Regions from separate parts of the Gossypium hirsutum genome. Here region 1 is linked to region 2. A link is a contact called in public Hi-C data. All regions are on one chromosome and are shown on one strand. Each heading gives the region's core, a stretch centred on a gene start, on an enhancer-like site or on the middle of the called end of the contact. The rest is flanking DNA. Distances are from core to core; before and after follow the strand shown. Region 1 holds the start of LOC107903733 (putative receptor-like protein kinase At4g00960). Region 2 holds the start of LOC107914853 (myosin-binding protein 2).

The links. A called contact is a pair of places that touch in the nucleus more often than the background predicts.
Region 1: a Hi-C map of leaf shows a contact between it and region 2, with 1.9 times the contacts expected there. The contact joins the promoter of LOC107903733 here to the promoter of LOC107914853 in region 2. A contact is called at or near these places in 5 of 34 Hi-C or Micro-C datasets (callus and leaf).

Annotation. Positions count from the first base shown.
Region 1 is chrA01:82,173,859-82,180,038 of Gossypium_hirsutum_v2.1, forward strand. LOC107903733 (putative receptor-like protein kinase At4g00960) reads left to right here and starts at 2,077. Exons shown (of 6, transcript XM_016829878.2): 1 at 2,077-2,743; 2 at 2,852-2,991; 3 at 3,581-3,791; 4 at 4,874-5,108; 5 at 5,234-5,384; 6 at 5,818-6,180. The coding sequence starts at 2,686. It overlaps LOC107949549 (a long non-coding RNA gene), which reads left to right. Exons shown (of 6, transcript XR_005925386.1): 6 at 1-433.
Region 2 is chrA01:81,321,624-81,327,160 of Gossypium_hirsutum_v2.1, forward strand. LOC107914853 (myosin-binding protein 2) reads left to right here and starts at 3,718. Exons shown (of 4, transcript XM_016843903.2): 1 at 3,718-5,537. The coding sequence starts at 4,263.

The sequences.
Region 1 (6,180 bases), core at 827-3,326, 850 kb after region 2:
GTATTCTATGGGGCGGGCTATGTACCACTAGCAAAATGGTGGGGTTATGGTTTCCTGATATCGGTGGTGAATATTATAATCTGGCTTGGAGTAGGAGGCATCTGGTGGAAGGCTATTGGCATGTGGTAAGGCAGAATGTCATAAAATTTGCTGATACTGAGCTAAGAAGGATTTCTCACCTAACTTGAAGTTTACAGTTTCTTCTTCACATCGGAAACTGATTTGTCTTTGATTCTTTACGTTGCAGAAATAATCTTTATAGTGGGGTGGGGTTTAGAGGGTTGGAAAAAGAAGAAAGATTTGAGTTTCAGGTGGAGGTGGAGGTGTTAGAGCAGAACTTAGATCTTTACCACAAATTTTGACAAATGGAAAATACATTATTATTTTGAATACATATTAGTAATTACAAACACAGATTTGCTGCTTGATAACATATAGATCTTTTTTTTTCATAGTTTACTATGGTTGCTTTATGCCTATATGATTGTTCATAGAAAATTTTTTGGAAGAAGCCTATGCATGACATTTGTTTAATCCATGTTTTCTTAGCAAGTATCTACATTATTAATCTATATTATATAGTATTATATATTATGATTTTATTAAATTCATATAAGAATATTTAATATTAAGAATTTTATTAAATTATATATTTTTATTAAATTATATTTAATAATAATTATTTTAAATTATATTATATAGTATTATATATTATGATTTTATTAAATTCATATAAGAATATTTAATATTAAGAATTTTATTAAATTATATATATTTTTTAAATTATATTTAATAATAATTATGTTAAATTATATTTTATAGTATTATATATTATGATTTTAAAAAATTCATATAAGAATATTTAATATTAAGTTTTTTTCTAATGATATGTGAAGTTTTTTTTTTTTGAAACAAAAGAGAATTCCTATGGTACATTCTTATACATGATCCATATTCTTAAGTAAAAGCCTTTGTGAATTACATTAATGATTATGCTTTTATTCATAATATACTTGTGGAAATATTTTTAATATTAATTATTTCAAATTATATTTTATAGTATCATATATTATGATTTTAGTAAATTCATATAAGAATATTGATTATTAAGAATTTTATTAAATTATATATTTTAATTATAATATATTTAATAATAATTATGTTAAATTATCTATATTATGATTTGAGTAAATTCATATAAGAATATTAATTATTAAGAATTTTATTAAATTATATATTTTAATTATAATATATTTAATAATAATTATGTTTAAATATGATTAAATTATTTATTATTGATATTAATAATCTTATTAAAATTTAAATAACAATAACAATAATAATTTACCAAAACAAATTTCTGCTAATTATTAAGAATTTTATTAAATTATATATTTTAATTAAAATAGATTTAATAATAATTATGTTTAAATATGATTAAAATATTTATTATTGATAATAATAATCTTATTAAAATTTAAATAACAATAACAATAATCATTTACTAAAACAAATTTATGCTAAGGGTATTCTAGTCATTTTAGTTTTTTCCATTATGCTATTACACCTCTATTCCATTCAACCAAACACAAGATTACTATTACGCCTCTATTCCATTACATTCAACCAAACAGTTGATTTGCTATTACACCTCTAATCCAATACACCTCTAATCCAATACACCTCCAATCCAATACACCTCTAATCCAATACAGCGAACCAAACACACCCTTAAAATTATATATATATTTTACTTGAAATTGAATAATAATGAGTTACTTTTAAGGCTAATAGTATTCACTTAAATTTAGATAAATAAATTACTACATGCCCTGTTTCTGTAATTATTATTTTTTTATTCATGTAAAAACCGACCCTCAATCTTTCAAATAAAAATAATGATAGTATTCCCTCAACAAAAAAATGATAGTATGGATTATCCTGTAGAAATCTATAAGATTGTCAGTAATGATGCAATAAAATGAGGTTGACTTTACGGTGATTTTTTTTATAAAAAAATAATAACAGTAATGATCAAATAATAATAATAATAATAATAATGACAGTAAATAATTCATGCAAGAACAGTGCAGCGACTCGGACGGGCCGCTGAATAGTGAATTGGAGATCGAAGAAGATGATAGAGAACGAGTTGACTCACCAAAAGGAAAGAAACAGAAATCCATTCCGAACAAATTTATATAACCTAAGTGTTTAATCTCAGGGGAAGCAAATTAAATTTGGGGAGAGACTCGTTTTCTCATCTTTAAAAAATGGGGGGAAATGATGTTACCGGCGGGAACAATAGCGGCAGGTATATTGTGATTGATTTTGTAGTAGTTGCAAATTACAAATGAAAGCAAAGCTTATAGAAGAAGGTAAAAAAAGGGCAGATGAATTGAATACAGAAGAAAGAGGAGAGAAATAGTCAAGTGTCAACCAGCTAGTCAACACGTTACGTTTCCGTATACATTTCTCTGTTTCCACCTTCAACAAAAGCAAGTAAATATAGTACGCCAAATTTAACATTCAAGTTCCCGAGCTAATCTTCTACCTTCCTCTTTCTCTCCCAATTGTTCAAGCTCCAATCTTTCCCTAGAATTTCTTTCTTCTTTTTTATTTCTATTTCAGTTCAGAAAGTTCTTTCATTTCATGATTTAGTTTATACCAGGTTTCTGACTTTCCATGACCAAATCCAAGGATTTCTTTCTAAATCTAATCAAACCTTTTATCTCAAGCAAAGGTAAAATGAAAAACCCATTTTTTATGCGGAAAAGTTTCGAAGAAAGAAAAATAATATGATGCTTTTCTACATGTTTTGATGAATTTTTTTTCGGTGGTCTTTGTTCAGACAGGCGGAATAGAGATGACTTGGAGAAAATAGCTCAACAAGAGCAAAAGCATTTCCCTTTCGAGATTTTAGTTGCTGCTACCAAAGATTTCCACCCACATCAGAAGCTGGGTGAAGGAGGTTTTGGACCTGTCTACAGGGTAAGATCGTCCTGCTCAAACTCTTGTTTGGTTGCCTACAAATTTGAACTTTATTGATCTTTTGATTCATTGACTGGTTCTTTTGTTTCCATAAAAAATGTAATTGATATGACACAAAGGATTGCTGCAGATTCTTTTTGAAGGAAAAAGAAAGATTCTACTTTCCTAGGTATTCGAAGTTTCAACTTTCGCAGCTGAACAATATAATGAACAGCAAATAATGAAAATGCCTTGTCCTAAAAGGCCAAGACTACTTTAGGATCCCATCTCTGACTATTAGCTTTGATCAAAATCGAACCAACTGTCCTCTTAACCCTGTCAAACCATTTAGCCGTTTCCCCCTTTAGATGCTAAGAAAAAGAGGCAAAGCATATCAATTTATTAATTGATGTTGCACTAGAAACTAGAATGTTTTTGTTAGTTCAGTCGATTCAATAAGCCTGCCTTGGTTTTCTAGTTATCAGATCTTTCAGCAAGCTTTACAATCATGTTGCTCTTGTTTTCTGGTTTCAAAATGATGATTTCTCTTGTTCATCAACCTAGACAGTAAGGAATTTCTCTAACTTAAAGACTTTTCCTTAATTTATAGGGGAAACTAGATGATGGAAGAGAAGTTGCAGTGAAGAAGCTATCTCATAGCTCAAGACAGGGTAAAAAGGAGTTTGAGAATGAGGCTAGGTTGCTAGCTCGTGTTCAGCATCGCAATGTTGTGAATCTTCTAGGTTACTGTGTACATGGAGCAGAAAAGCTTTTGGTATATGAGTACGTCACTAATGAGAGTCTAGACAAGCTTCTTTTCAGTAAGTTGCACTAACTTCTTTGCTTCTACCATTTGCACACTATGCTTCATGGCAGATTATAATGACCAGAATAGAGTATATAATTGAGTGATTCCTTTGTCTTTAAAGATTAAGATCTTGGGCTACACCACTATGAGTCAATCCTCTCCCATGCCATTAAAACCACCCCTCCCATTTTTGTACTTGAATTTGAGACCTCTAAGTTGGAGTCTGAAATTTTAACTTATTCGTAACATATAGACTGCGCCTGATTGTAATTGTTAAGTCCACTGTAATTGAAATTCAAACCCATTATGGACATGCAAAAGCATTTATATATGATCTTAGATATTGAGATCAAAGATACTTCTTCTAGTTCTAGACTCTCTTACGTGAAACTTAATTTCAAGATTTTGTGGTTGAAACTGACAAATAATTATCACATTATTTATCGTTAACTAGTAAAAGGATCCATGTCGGGAAAAACGCCATTCGTATATTAGCGGAAAGATGATGAGAAGGAATAGTAGGCTGATTTGTAAGAGGTCCTGTGAAGTTATTTGAAAAAAAATGTGGGTGGATTTCATCAAGGATTTAACCTTGAGGTGCTGCTTTAATTTCCCCACCTCTCTTTTTTCAGCACATATGCTTGATCTATTATTGTTTTATTATTTCATATATATAAATTTATTTATTTCTAGCACAGTCTATTGTATCTCTAGCCTCAAAGTACAAATCTTGATTTCGCGGTGTTGGTTTCTAACCTCCAGATGTTATGCACTTAGTGTAGACAAATAAATGCCTACCAAGATTTGTAGAATTTTTTATTCTATCTAAAATCTAAAATGGGTTTTGTTAATTTCCTCCGAAGCTGTTTCATTAGATTTGACCGACTGTATAATATGAATTTGGATTAATACTCACGGTAATCTGATGGCCAATTATAGCACAAACTAGGGGGCTCTTGGTGGAACCAGTTTTTAACAAGTAAGTTAATTGTAATAAAAGATCATAAACAAATAACAGGATAGATGTTTCATCGATTTTTCATGGTTGGAAATAGAATTAATCAATTGGCTTTTATGGTGATCTTTTTCATGCAGAATCAAATAGAAAAACAGAGCTTGATTGGAAGCGGAGGTATGAAATAATTTCAGGTGTTGCACGGGGTTTGCTCTACCTTCATGAAGACTCGCACAATCGCATCATTCACCGGGATATCAAAGCAGGTAACATATTACTTGATGATAAATGGGTCCCCAAAATTGCTGATTTTGGCATGGCTCGCCTCTTCCCCGAGGATCAAACACATGTCAACACCCGTGTAGCTGGCACAAAGTATGTTATCTAGCATCCTCTTTAATCAATAATATGACAAGTTATTGCGGGAATTTCATGATGCCTGTCCCTTTGTCCCAGAGTTTTGTTTTAACAGAGTTTTATCTATGAAATTTTTGTAACAGTGGATATATGGCACCGGAGTATGTGATGAACGGACGTCTTTCAGTGAAGGCAGATGTGTTCAGCTTTGGGGTTGTGGTTCTGGAGCTGATAAGTGGCCAGAGAAACTCATCCTTCAACTTAGATGTGGATGCTCATAGTCTGCTTGAATGGGTAAGAAAAATATTACGATCAGATCATTCTTTCAAATGAGAGCTTTTTAATGTTCATGGTTGTCTATTCTTGTGTGTTTGTGTCTTGTAAGATCACGTGCACTAGAGTTGTCTTTTCCCAATCTCTCATTTGGTCATTTGCAACGTGTATGTCTGCTGTCATGTGGACTTTTAAGGATCTCCTAGTGGAAACCGGATTGTGCCTATTTAACCTTTACGTCATCTTCATGACTCATTTTAAGTTAGGTATATAAAGACCCCACCTCATGTTTGAAATAGGAATCATCATCCATCTTGTTCAAACCAATAAACATAAAGACAAGCTTTAATTGCCAAGAAGATTCAAACATTAACTCTATGAAAATGAAAAGTCAAAGTCAAAGTTTAGAGAGAATGGATTAGTAACTGGCATCTCTGGGTTCTTGTGATCGCAGGCATATAAGCTTTACAAGAAAGGTAAAAGCTTGGAGTTCATGGACCCTGTCTTAGCCTCATCAGCAGTCCCTGAACAAGTAGCTATGTGCATCCAGATAGGGTTACTGTGCACGCAAGGCGATCCACAATTACGACCTGACATGCGCCGTGTAGTTATTTTGCTGTCAAAGAGACCTGGCAGTCTAGAAGAGCCAACAAGACCCGGAGTTCCGGGTGCTCGACACCGAAGATCCCACAGGGCTCCTGGGTTCTCATCCACTGCCGGAACATCGGGTGTTTCGGATTCCCATTCATCTGAATCATCATTTAATACTTATACTGCTTCTGCATCTGCTTCGACATCAGCTCTTGCAAGCTCCTTG
Region 2 (5,537 bases), core at 2,468-4,967:
TTTTTTATACAATATCTAATTTTGAAAATAAAGAATAGTACTACACACTTAAATGCATTTAAAATTGCTATCTTTTAAATTGTGAACTATTTTTTAGCAATATACTTATATTAAATTAAGTATGATCCATGAGCTAGAGCACTGTTGTTTTATTAAAATCGGAAATTGTTTTCCAGTCAATTTTAGCCATGCATCATTTATATGATTTCGAAATTGCTTCAAAATTCACGTTGTTTGATACTTGGAATATAAAACCAAAAGAAAGGGGGGAAATCCAGAAAAATCCAAGGGAATTAAGTTATAGATTGGGACATTTCAACTAGGGCTGATGCTTATCTCAACTGAATCATACAATCTAATTTAATTGTATATGCATTTCAGCCTCTACCACCTTCCCTTTAATTCGCTCCATTTTTGCAACATTCTAATATGGGAAACCAAATTGAACAAATGCATTAATTTGTTTACTAAAATTGAAGTTAATTATTCTCTATTTTACTTTAAACTGATTTGACAGTGATATAATTGAAATTTATTGATCATATTGTGACCCATTTTTACTGCTCTCGTTAAGCCTTGATGGCTTGTAGTTCTGGGTTTTAATAAAATATATGGCCCCCTGATCTAATTAAGACAATGCTTAAGAAATACAATAATTACTATATTTCATTGGTTGTCATTGTTGAATTGAATGATTAAGCCAAATACAGTTTGACGATTTCTTTGATGATAATAATGTGAAAGTAACCTCGCCAACCGTGTGGAATGATGTCCCAAACCATCCCTCACTTCCATTCAATACGCCATGAAAATAATTTTTTACCCTTTCCAATTTTTATAATCATAAATTCATAATTCCGTATACTGAAAATCTCGTTTCATACTCCATCTATAATTTATGTTAAATTCTAATTTTTTAATAATTTTAGTTATCAGTACTTAGTTAGAATCTTTATTAGTTTTTATATTTTTCGAAATTAAATTTATTACGTTAAATTCTTTTATTTTTAAAATTTTACACGACAAATATATTATAACATATGTAATGTGATATTAATGTATTATTTTCATATAAAACTCTTAAAAAATTCATATTATTTTAATTAATAGATTTAATGTTCACTTTTTGAGTTAGGATTAAAATTTTAATATTAAGAAATTGTGTTAAAAATAATGAAAATATAAAAGATAAATTAAATCTACAACTTATATTTTTTTGGGTAAAAAAGAGGCAACACTAGGCGATTACAACAACTAATTCATAAATGAAAGGATCTAGATCCATTAAGATTTTCATCCAACAAATTTCTAACAGAAACTGGTGCAATTGCAAATAAACGGAGTAAAAAGTCCCTTGTATAAGCATATTTAACCAAGTGGTCCGCAGTCCCATTTTGATATCTCGGAATATGTCGGACACAAACCTTCCATCTTCACAATAATAAATAATAAAATTTAATTTAACGGAATTAAATTCTACTATTTAAGTCAAATTTGAAATTTCAAAATGTAAAAATTAAAATAACTTAATTTTACCAAATTATACATTATAATAGCAAAATTTAATCAGAAAATTTATTATAACCCTGATTACTTTATTGCCAAATATTATATATTTTGGATTAAAGAAAGGAATGGCACTTAATTCTAGAAAAATCAAAAGAGAGTTTAAGCTTAGACCGAATGGAAATATTTTATATAAGCTGGATTTAATGCGAAAAACAAGACTGATTTTTTTTTTAATTTTTCTTAAAAATTCCAGATGATGCTTTAAAGCTTATGTATTTGATTGCAAAAGGAGAGGGTCTGCTAGAATTTTTCAGCTCACTTTGTGGGATCACCTCTTACCGCCCTTTTGGTCAAAAAAACACTAGAAAGCTCTCTCACGTTTTTTTTTTCAAAAAAAAATCTTTTATTATTGTACTCAACTTTTTGAAACAATGTTCTTCAAAGTTGATACACAGTTCCACATTAAAAAAAAAACCCTTACATTTTATAAGATTATTAAAAAAAAAGATTTTGTTTGAGTGTACTTTATTATAAGATTAATTTCCTTTGAGCTGGAATCCTATATAGCCTGGAAATTATGTAGGGTTGATGATACAAATTAAAGTAGAGGAAGAGGGAACAAAAATCATATTTAATGGTTAATTAAATTTTTAACTTGGGGTTGGGATTTTAGGACCTAAAAAGCCAGTGGGGGCATAATTTAGATATTAAAGCTTGATTAAAGCAAATCTATGGGAAAGTTAAAAAAATAAAATAAAAGTGAAGTTACTGTCCTGAAAAGTAATATTTAATGTATTATCATGCATAATCAACATAATCAAATTAAATAAAAAATATGAAAAATTTGTAAATAAATATTGATAATTTTATTTAAATAAGTATCCTAATTTATAATAATAATTTAGTAAATAAACATTTATTATTTTTTAATTCATTATTTTATTGAAATCCAGATCATTTTCTTATCTATATTGGAAGTTTCTAAAATTCGTATTACGGTAACTGAAATTGAGAATAAAATAATCTACAAATAAATCACATGATTTTTATTACTATTTCTCTTTTCGATATTCATGCCTGATTTCTTAACATAAAAATACATTCCTCAATTGTTAAATTAAATGATCAGTTAAGAGTTTGGATAACAACCTTTGGAAAACAAAATCATATTGTAAAATTTAGTTCGCATTCGTAAAAAAGAAATTATGCATAGGATGAAATGTTGAATATATTACACTACTTTATTTAATGTATTTAGATGGAAAATAATATTCAAATATTTCTTTATAGACATATAAGGTTATTTAAAAGCATATTTTATTAAAATTTTCTTGTTATAAAAATAAGTTTAGTTTTTTTATTATATTTTAATCTCAATTTTCATAAGATTATGTTAAATTATTCTAATTCTTATTTTTATTACAAATTAATTACTAATAATTAAATATATAATGTTGAAAAATTATAAATTATAATTATAATTATAATAATCCATGAAAAAGTATGAAATTTACTGTTAACAAAAAGAGAGAATTTTTTTTATGGTTAGAAGTTTTTTTAGTTATAACTAAATTTTATTTGAGATTAAAAAATTAAATTGATTAAAATAATAAAAATAAATATTAAATTAATTCAAAATTTAAGTTTACGCCTATAATTTAATACCTCAAGAATACATGGTAATAAGATTATATGCTATATTATGATATTTTTATAATATTTGAGAATGTGAAAAATAATAAGATAATCAGAAGGTTGAGAATCAAAATAACTTAATTTTATTATAGGTTGTAAGGTCATTTAGTGTTTTTATTTTAATATTTTTATGCATTTTACTTTTATTATTCATCTGTAGTTGATAAAATATCTAGTATATAGCAGTATTGGTAAATATACTTGTAAATTTTGAAAAAAAAAGAAACAAAAAGAAAAAAAGAGCAAGTATAAGGAATCCAAAGCTAGAAACAGAAATTCAAGAGTGTATTTCTTTTCTCACACAAAGGAATAGGATGGCAGAGATAAAAAGGATAAATAGTGTCCATGAAAAACAGAGTTAAAAGGAGCAGGAAGAACATGAAGCAGCAGCAACCTGTCCTAAATGGAGCCCACTTTTAACTTTGACAGTGGTCTCCACCAACCCATTGGTAAGGTTGGTGGGGCCTCCCATTTTCTTTGTCCCAAACAAAACAACACCAGACTGGAGGGACTGTAAGGGTGGGGGCTGCCATAGCTGGCTACCTCTACCCCTTCAATTAATCCATTGGCATCCACCTTAAGTTTAAGCTAAATGAAAATTTATCACTTAAAACAAATGTCAGTTTAGTTGTTTAAGATTCCAATAGTTGCTTAATTCTGTCAAAAAAAGAACCAAGGAAAATAAATTCCTTTATTTAATCTGACTCAAACCTTTTTCAATGTTTTTTAGTTTTTATTTTTGTTTTTGTGGAAAATGTTTTCTATGAATTGATTTTCCTCAGGGTTTCAGTCTTCTTTGGCTGTCACTTTCCTATTCAAAACCGCCTTTTATGATTTCCAAGTCTGAAAAAATATAATACCCATTTCTTTAGACTTTCAGATTCTTCTCTCCCTTATTGAAAAACCATTTCAATTTCACTTCTTTTTCATTCTCCATAACTCTTTTTATCTTAAGCTCTTTCGTCTTCTTCTTATCTAACAACTTCTTCTCTCTTTTTTGTTTCTGTTTTGTCCCTTTTCTCCTCTCTGTACACAGCAGAAAACACAGAGCATCATTAATGGCAGCCAACAAATTTGCTACCATGTTGCATAAAAACACTAATAGGATCACTCTTATTCTTGTCTACGTCTTACTAGAATGGATTCTGATCGTTCTCCTCCTTTTGAATTCACTGTTTTCTTACCTGATCATCAAGTTTGCTGATTACTTTGGTCTTAAAAGGCCCTGCCTTTGGTGTTCTAGGCTTGATCATATCTTTGAGCCATCAAAGTACAACAAATCATATAGAGATCTTGTGTGTGATGGCCATGCCAATGAGATTTCTAAATTGGGTTTTTGTTCAAATCATCGAAAACTCTCTGAATCTCGAGATATGTGTGAGGATTGCTTGTCCTCGTCGCCGTCGGAAAATGGTGGTGATGAAGTGATGGAAAACGGCGATGAGGATTTCAAGTGTTCTTGTTGTGGTGTCATGGTGGAGAAAAAGTGGAATCTTCCTTGTTTCATGATTAAACCTTCCTGGGAGGTTTTGGATTATCCCCAGGAAGGAAATTTAATCACTGAAGGTGGAGAAAAAGTTGAGGGCATTATTGCAGATGAGGGTAATGCTTCAGATGGAATCAGATCAGATTTTGTGGCTGATGATCATAAAGATGAACAGATGATTGAAGAAAACAAGAGAGTTGGCATCATTTCTGATGATGAAGGTATTGAACAAAAGGAAGTGGAAAAAGAGGAGTTTTCATATTTTGTTTCTAGTTTTGATTGCAACCAAGTGGCTGCTAATGGAGATGAAGCCGATGTGGTTATAGAGAAAGATCAATCATCAGTGGATGAAGGAGACTTAACTGTGTCAATGGCTGACCAGGGGTTAACTCAAGTCGCTTGTGCCAAAGAGGAGTCTCCTGAAATTCTGAACAAGCATCTGGAGTTTTACATCGGGGGGGATGACTGCCATTTGATTCCAGTTGAATTGATGGATTCTACTGCTATGAGAAGCCAAAAAATATACAAGTTCACAGAGGAAGATGAAGATGTTGCTGGTACAGGAGATGTTATTTTGGACTTTGATTTGCAGCAACCTGGGACACCAGTGGAGTTGGTTGTGGAGAATGGTTGCAGTTCAGCGGAGAAAGTGACACCCCTTTCACCCCATGTGAGTAAAGAGGAAACCATTGATGTAGTGGATGAACCAATGGAGCCTAATGGCAAGGAGGGCTTTTCAACTCCTGCAGTGGAGCAAGATTTGATGGAGAAGGAAGATGATCAACATGTTGCTACCACTCAAGCAAATATGCCCCCCTTGAATGAGGCTGATGATGTGCAACCAAAC